3 separate regions of the Hordeum vulgare genome follow, and regions 1 and 2 are each linked to region 3. The links are chromatin contacts, called in public Hi-C maps. All regions are on one chromosome and are shown on one strand. The core of a region is the stretch at or near the end of the contact, and the rest is flanking DNA. Distances in the headings are between cores, read along the strand shown. Region 1 overlaps LOC123447936 (F-box/WD-40 repeat-containing protein At3g52030). Region 2 holds the start of LOC123447935 (SWI/SNF complex subunit SWI3C homolog). Region 3 holds the start of LOC123447934 (protein CELLULOSE SYNTHASE INTERACTIVE 3).

Region 1 (2,700 bases), core at 63-2,562, 460 kb before region 3:
AAGAAGGAAGTTGGAAGATTACACATTCTTGTAATGTGAAGAAGATTATCATGACTACCAGTTGATAATGTACTCCTTCTGTCCCAAAATAAGTGACTCAACTTTGTACTAGCTTTAGTATAAAATTAATACACAGTCAGAGTCACTTATTTTGGGACGGAGGGAGTAGTAAATTATCCTGTCAATGAATAATTTGTTTTTAGAGGTCAACTAGCAAACTGCTCATTTCTACATTCTTTTAATCAACTGCACTTTGTTCATAATTGTGGCGATCTGTAGTTGTTCAACGTCTTAAATTATCCATAATGTTTTATTATGCAAGTACGAAGTTGTTTGCAGTGTTAACAACTTAACTACCGGGCAGAATGTTGGCAACAGAAGCCATTGCTGATTTTTTTTCTAATGTCATGGTCCAGCAAATCATAACTGGATCTCATCATTTTTGTTACTTTTATCCTTGACCAGGACCCTGAGGCCTCTCTGGGAAACAAGAGTTAGCCCAAATGTCATCTACAGTGCACATCATTTGCCTGGTGACACTTCGACGCTGGTCGTTGGTGGTATTGATGGCGTCCTTCGCCTGATATGCCAGAGAACCGGCGATACTATTCGAAGCTTCATCATGGATGCAGGCTACCCAGCACAGTCCAGCTCCAGGCTGCAAGCTGAACAAAAGAATGTCCGCCCAGCGGAATCTGGCCCCAGACAGCAAGTCGAAAAGAAGCGAGTCCATGAAATCGCTCCGGATGCCCGGCTGGACAACATTCCTATGCACCTGCGCCCGCCAATCGCCGGCCTGTCAGTGGGCATGAAGAAAATCGTGACCACGCACGGTGAAAACTACATCCGCGTCTGGAAATTCCGCTCATAGAGTTCTTAGAATGGTCATCGGGAATTCAGAAGAACTTGCGCTGTTTCTAAACGAGACACTGTAAGTAAGCTTGTAACAGTACCCTGAAGATGTAGTGTTGGTGTTGACACGCTGTACCGCCAACGCCATTTGTATTGCCGTGGAAAATAATATTTATGTCGAATTTATGTTCTTTTTTCTCCGGAAGGAAAAGAGAATTATAGGAGTTACAATGTGTTCAGTTTTGTGTACTTGCCTTGCCTCCTCCGCCAATTTGCTCCCATCCGCGCTGTCAGCTACTTGATATTCTATCGTGCATATTTATGTAGAGAAACGATCTAAATTCTAGATCCGGCTGAATTCTCCGCGTCGTCCGGACGCCACGGGTCCTGGGCCACGCCACACATTCGTCCAGTCCCTTATCTCTAGCGTGAACGCGAGTGTGGACCGTTCCTTTTTTACTACCCAGTTCGAAGCCAGATCCCCTTTTTCTCTATCGCCTCCTATCTCCATCTCTCACACAGTGCCTGTCCACCACTTCGCCATTATCCTCATCGGAGCAAGCCGCTCCACATCTTCACCATCAGCCTTCGTCGGAGCAAGTTTCTGGTGATGGCCTTGCTGTTGCCGGTGAGCACCCGGCGTTGCAGAGCATATCGATGTAGCATCATCGTTGGGGCTGCGCGAGTGCTCGTTGTTGCGGAGAGGTTCATGCCCGGGGGGATTTTTGCTTGAAAGTGTTGGGTGCACCGTCGGAGCTGCAACGAAGAAACGTTGGTGCAACGAAGGTGACCGCGGCAAGTGTCCAACGGAGGCGCTGAAACTCCGATGATGTTGCCTTAAAGCTCTATGAAACTACCGTCGATGTTGCAACGGAGCAACGTTGGGCCGCCGGAAACATAGCTGACACTGCAATGGAGCTTCGCCGAAGTTGTAATGGAGCATCACCAGATGTCGTATCTGCTGCGTTGGAGCTTCGCCAGAGCTACAATGAAGCTTCACCGGATATTGTCGATGCCGCATTGAAGCTATGGTTGCGTTGTGTCGTACTGCAATGAAGCTGGCACCCCATTGCACTGGAGCTGATCTATTGTCATGACGTTGCTGAATCGAGTGGTCACCAGCGCATTGATCTGACGGCTGGACAGGTTGATGATTTCCTCAGCGCATTGATCTGACGGCTGGATAGGTGGATGATTTCTGTAGGAAATCATCCGACTGATTTGTAGCTGGGCTGAGACTATCAATTCAATTCCAGCACAAGCACTCACAAAATTGGGACCATATACACAATGTTCAGTTGTACTGAATAGTCTTGAAGTTGAACATTTTCTATGTGTATGATTGTCCAGATTCACTCAATTAAATTGTGCAGTGACCGCGTAGTCTCCCCTTCGATCTAATACATACAAGTCCTGAGACTACCCATAATGAGAGTAACATATGTAGCAACATAGATGACAACTAAGAAAAAAATATGATGGGGTAACTAATTAATGAGAACAGAGAGAAATTGAGTAACTTAGCTAGTTACTTATACTATGAGTAACATAACACATACCAAGGTAAGATGAGTTTATAAGCTAATAAATGAAACGGTCAATGTTACTACTCCTATGTTACTATCCACTATGAAGATAGTAACTCAGACTAGTAACATATGCATGATATTACTCTATGTTACTCCCCATTGTGAGTAGTTTGATAATATTGCACGTAAAAAGATATGATAGACGTTAACATTGGTCCTTCAACTCTTAGGGCATTTCAACATGGATCCTCAAAACGATCAGGCGCCCATACATTGCAAGCCATCCAACACGGTGCCCCATGGATTTGAAATCCCGCAA
Region 2 (2,700 bases), core at 91-2,590, 270 kb before region 3:
GTTACGGATCTCGGAGGAATATGCCATTCCAGGGAATGAGTGGGTTCCGATTCCTGGACCCAACTAAACAGAAGAACGACCTCTAGGGACGGGACGGACCCGTTACATTCCACCCGGTGACACAAACCAAACACACCCTTAGAGCATCTCTAGCAAACCCCGTAAAAGAGCCGAACCCGCAAAATTCCGGCGAGTATACGGGTTCTACCCGTTTTAGTGGTCAGAACAGACCCCATATCGCGCATCCGGCCCGTATTTTTTTTATCACGGCCAGGAAAAGAACCCCCCAACCGGCATATATGCGGGTCAAACCCTATCCTCCGCCGCCACAGCTCCACCGCGATTCATCTCCCACTCCGCTCTAATTTCTCGCCGCCAGCGAGACAAAAAAAACCCATAGCAAGCTGTCCCGACCATGGACGACCACGTAAATGGAGGGGATGACGCCGAGCGCCACCGCCGCCTTGCCTCCGACGCCGCACGCAAGCGGGGATCACGGAGGTGGCTGAACTACGTCCATCGGCCGTCGTCGACTTTCGAACGCCGCGAGCTCGAGGAGTGCGAGCGCGAGCTCGCGGTCCGACGCCTCGACTCCTCTGCCGCTGGGAGTTCGTCCACGGACGCCTCGTCCTCGCAGACCATCACTCCGGTGAAGAGAAGGTCGGAGGAGCTCGGGCCGCTCGCCGTCAAGCTCGAGGACGATGCCATCCCGTCGCGTGGAGGGGTCATCGGCCCCGAGGACTACCTCCCTCCAGGGCAGGAGGATGACCTCATGCGCGCCATCATGGAGCGCTCGGTGAGGGAGGCGGAGGAGGCCGCCGCGCGCAACCGCCGCGAGTTCGAGATTGAGCAGATTTTCTTCGATCAAGGGGTCACAACATCGCACGCGAGCGCGTCCAATGAGGCGGACTTGCGTGTCATGAAGACCGAGCAGGACAAGATCTGGATCGACCTCAACTCCGATGAGGACTTAGCTCCTCCGTCTCCTTCGCCGCGTCGTTGCCGTCGCACCCGTCATTTTTGGTAGTCTAGGCTCGGTTACGCTGCACGACTCGCAGTCCTCCCCCTACCTAGTAGTATGAATAAGTGATGTAGGTTACTGATGAAGAACTATGATGTAGTTTGATGAATAACCATGATGTAGTTTTACTGTGAATGTATTTTTTAAATACAGCTTTGTCGCATGAAATGACTACGTAAAATTGCTCCGCAACAACTTGTAAACGCATTTTGCTTTTTTTTTTTTTTTTTTTTTTTATGGAGTATGCTAGAGATGGTGTGCTGCCGAAAATAATCCAATTTCTCATCGCACGTGTTGCCTTCGTCGTCATCGTCGAGACGGTCGGTCCCCTCATCACTCGTGGTCATCCTACGAAACCTCACCACCTATCTAAAAAAAAACCCTGACCACCTCTTCGGCGTCGGCCGTCCCCGACTCGTCGCCGCCTACGATGCCGCGCAAGGCCTCCTGCACGCCAGGTTGGTACGTCCAACCTCTCGCCGGACCTAATTACCTGAGCTGCTACCAACTGATCTTGCACCCTCCATCCGAACCCTAACCCCCAGATTCGCGCACCAAATGGCGGAAACGGAAGCGAAACTCCGACGCCCTTCCATTGCCGTCGGCCGCGGCCGACCATTCGGACGATTCCGACAACGATGACGACGACACGGCCGTTCCATCGCCCGCGGTTGACAATGCCGACTACGAAATCCTGGCCGGTGCCGCGGCCAGGAATCCCGTGCCCGACCCCCGTGAGGCAGAGCTGCTCTCCTCGGCCGAGGTCATCTCCACCTTCCCTGCCGCCACCCGCCGCACAGTCAACCGTCCGCATCCGTCGGTCATGGCCGTCGTTGCAGCTGAGCGATCTGCGTATGTGGGTGATGTCTCCGCCGCCGCGCCACCGGCATTGGAGAACATCTCGCATGGGCAGCTGCAGGTGCTCTCCAGGGCGCTCCCTGACCACCCGTCCCTTTCGACGGATCCTGACAGGCCGTCTTCTTATGTCTGCACGCCACCGCCCCTCATGGAGGGGCATGGCGTGCACAAGCAGTTCCAGGGCCGCCTCCATGTGGTGCCTAAGCACTCAGGTTCGCTCGTTGCGACTAAACCCTGAATTTCTGAACATACGTTGGTTTTAAGTTCACTGCAACATGAATTAATTTACCATTTGTAGATTGGTTCTCTCCTGGGACGGTGCACAGGCTGGAAAGGCAGGTTGTTCCACACTTCTTCACAGGGAAATCTCTAGGGCACACTCCGGAGAAGTTCATAATGTTAAGGAATAGAATTATTGCCAAATATTTGGAGAACCCAGGCAAGAGGCTTGGTTTTGCAGAGTGCCAAGGGTTTGTTGTTAACACAGGTGAACTATATGATTTGAGTAGGATCGTTCGGTTCTTGGACACCTGGGGAATCATCAATTACCTCGCGGTTGGGTTGGTGCACCGGGGTCTGAGGGTGGCAGCATCACTTCTTATAGAGGAACCAGCAGGGGAGTTGCAACTGTTGACTACAGCGCTGAAATCCATTGATGGTTTAATTTTGTTTGACCGGCCAAAATGTAGTCTCCAAGCAGACGACATTTCTTCTCTGACTTCATCTTCATCAAATCCAGAGGTGATGGATTTTGACGCCGATGCTGAGTTTACTGAATTGGAAGGGAAGATTAGAGAAAGGCTATCAGAGAGCTATTGCAG
Region 3 (2,795 bases), core at 89-2,588:
CCCGTGCAGGAGAGATGGGTTCTTCGAACAGATCTGGGTAAAAGCTTGCTTTCGGCTACTGCCAAAGCCGGCGATGGCGGCGTTGTCTAGGTCGTTTCCTTCCTGAAGGCATCGCCGAGGAGAAGTTCAAGGCTGCTCTTTGCTACCTCCGAGGAAACCCTAGATCAGTAGATCGGATGACGGCGACGCTCTGGTGTCGTTTCCCTCTTGGGGGTATCATTCATGGAGGTACACACGGGCTCGAGGGATCATTGGTCGGCATCAACGGTGGAGCGGCATTCCTTGTGACACATCGATGTCGTGGAGTCTCGGCAGCGAGGCGCAGCAAAGTCTCGGCGACGGATGCATGATGATGAGCGCGCGTAGGGAGGATGCGCTGTTTGGCGCTGTGGGGGCATCGACGGCAAGCCTTGCAAGGTCGATGCGTCAGTAACTCTTCTGAAGATGGATTGATGGAAAGCGGCGGCGACGACCTATGAGGGTGCGTTGGACCGGTTTGTGCCCCTGACCCGGTATGTGGCTCAGTCGGGGCCTCCGGCTTTAGATGTTAGTCTAGGTGAGAGGTGTGGGTATGTGGCTCACACTTTCTGCACCCCTTCATCATTGGATAGGAGTAGCGATAGATATTGCCAAGAGGACGGCTTCAGATATATTGATGTATTGCTTTGTAAGATCTTTGTGAATAATTAATAAAATGGTTGCATGCATCTTTCAGATGCAGAGGCCGGGGGTCATCCTCCTTTTCTAAATTTTTTTCTTAATGGGTCTAAAGAAACTATTTTTACATGATACATGTTTACATGATTTCGGTTAACTTAACAATCTAGAATTTAAATTAGTATAGAATACGCTACATCACATTTTAATCCCAAGGTGGATTAAGAGCCTGTCTCTTTGAGCAAATGTGTTTACAGGAACACCCTACCCACTTGCTTAGAGAATCTTCATCAGTTTATGTAAGAATCTCCCCGTAAAACCACTTTTATGGGGCACAGTAAAGTTTAGAGGAAGTTGTCCGACGAGGTCGTTTCCCAGTTAATGTAAAATCCCTCTAAATCTGTCTTCTTCTATTATCACTAAAAATGTGCTCGTTTATGAAAATTGTTGAAGAGAATTTTCTGACCCAACTTCACGCAAACAGTGACTATTTTACTTACTGACACGGTTGAAGGTGCTGTAAATGCTTCCACTACCGCTGCGTAGTACGACAGCGATCTGCCCGTTACTAAAAGAGGAACGCAGTTAATTTCCACTTGACACAGCCCAGGCGTCCGTCCATGTCCGCTGCCGTAATAACGCGACAATGACGGGAGTGATCCGCAAAAGACCCACCCCTCTCTCTCCCTCCCTCCCCACTTCCCCTGTTCCAAAAAGCTTTCGCATCTCTCTCTCTCTCTCTTCACAGTTCACACCCACACTGCGCGGCACAGTGGGCGAGTGGGCGCGAGACCAAGCGTCGCCTCCTCCTCTCCTCCGCCTCGGTCTCGCCGCCGGACGTCTTCGCCTGCCGCCGGTGAGCCCCCCCCCCTCCCCCGGTCTCGTTCGTCGATCTCTGGCCAGGCGCGCCCGGCAGGGGGCTGCTGCCTGCCCGTGGCGGCGCCCAATTCCGAGCGATTCGCGCTGGTTCTAGGGGGTATCGCGTTGCTTTTCGTTGAAGCCTGGCGGTCGGGATCTCGCCTGCGATGGCCCCGTTGGCGAGGCGGTGGAGGTGGGCGGAGGGATTTCGGGTGGTTCGCGTGATCGGGTGGTGGTCCGCCGTCGCTTGTCGCTCCGCAGTGGCGCGAGGAGCGATCTGGGGCAGGCCGTAGTTAGGTGCGCTCGGGGGGGAGTAATTCTCGAGGAATTCTGTCGCGACCCGCTCTTCTGTTTCTCTGTTCATCAGCCTTTAGTTAGCCATTATAGTGTCTTGTTTTGAAGGCCATGGTCCGATCTTACCATACTGTAGAAAAGGCGTGCTTTTCACTGGGTCATGGTCTGTGTAATATAAATAAACAGTGCTCGGTTGAGGCGGCCACTCTCTATTGGGATTTCAGGAGTAATTGAACTCCCCACCACGTGGAATGGTACAATTTTGCACTCACGCCTGTCTTAAACTCGTTTACTGCTAGTATGGTCGTTCCTATCCCCGTGCATTGGCAGCTCTGGTCGACAGTTTTTTTTTCTTTGGCATTTGCAACACCTTCTGCCGCTGGGGGCTGTCCTCCCTCAAATTTGCTGAAATTAGGGAAGACACCTTTTTCGTGAAGCTAGACACAGTTGCCCGGGTTGTTTGGAGCTAATTGCTATATGCAATTGGACTTTGGAAGTGTGTGCTTTTTCGTGAAGCTAGACACAGTTGCTCGGGTTGTTTGGAGCTAATTGCTACATGCATTTGCACTTCGGAAGTGTGTGCCACCCGCGTAGGTGTCATTGCAGCTGAGGTGTGCAAGGAATCTCGCCACTGAAGTATACTTGCATGGAACTGGGGCATACGATGATAGATCATGGTCGATAATTTTGTTTCTCATCTTTGACAGTTAAGTCGGAAAGTAAAAAAATTTGGGATCTGAATTTCCTCATGACGATTTACATCAACTGTAATTTTTTGCATGTTAGAACTGGATCTGCTGACCATGGCTATCTTTTAATATTGCACTCATAAATTAACATGATTATGATATTATCTTGGTATCCACATGTTATATCATATAAGTGGTTACCTTTCCACCCTTCTGGTATAATGTAAGTTAATTTGAAAAATTGATGACACAAGCTGGCAATATTACTTTTTTATGTTGAATACGTCCAGTTTGTCT

The links. Hi-C and Micro-C count contacts between places; a contact is called where the count stands out from the background.
Region 1: a Hi-C map of leaf shows a contact between it and region 3, with 2.3 times the contacts expected there. The contact joins the enhancer-like site here to the promoter of LOC123447934 in region 3. A contact is called at or near these places in 3 of 6 Hi-C or Micro-C datasets (leaf and seedling).
Region 2: a contact with region 3 is called in a Hi-C map of leaf, with 5 times the contacts expected there. The contact joins the promoter of LOC123447935 here to the promoter of LOC123447934 in region 3. A contact is called at or near these places in 4 of 6 Hi-C or Micro-C datasets (leaf and seedling) and 1 of 1 datasets of contacts at active chromatin or transcription factors (embryo).

Annotation. Positions count from the first base shown.
Region 1 is chr4H:77,172,228-77,174,927 of MorexV3_pseudomolecules_assembly, reverse strand. LOC123447936 (F-box/WD-40 repeat-containing protein At3g52030) reads left to right here. Exons shown (of 9, transcript XM_045124672.1): 9 at 466-1,091. The coding sequence ends at 871. Among protein-coding and RNA genes, the nearest start is that of LOC123447936, 18 kb to the left of the region's middle. Within about 2 kb of position 1,312, at least 3 of the 3 cell types and tissues checked have open chromatin away from gene starts, as enhancers often do. A contact at or near this core is called in leaf and seedling, where this site is marked.
Region 2 is chr4H:76,987,745-76,990,444 of MorexV3_pseudomolecules_assembly, reverse strand. It overlaps LOC123447935 (SWI/SNF complex subunit SWI3C homolog), which reads left to right and starts at 1,340. Exons shown (of 9, transcript XM_045124670.1): 1 at 1,340-1,479; 2 at 1,567-2,091; 3 at 2,178-2,700. The coding sequence starts at 1,452.
Region 3 is chr4H:76,714,365-76,717,159 of MorexV3_pseudomolecules_assembly, reverse strand. LOC123447934 (protein CELLULOSE SYNTHASE INTERACTIVE 3) reads left to right here and starts at 1,338. Exons shown (of 7, transcript XM_045124669.1): 1 at 1,338-1,513; 2 at 2,789-2,795.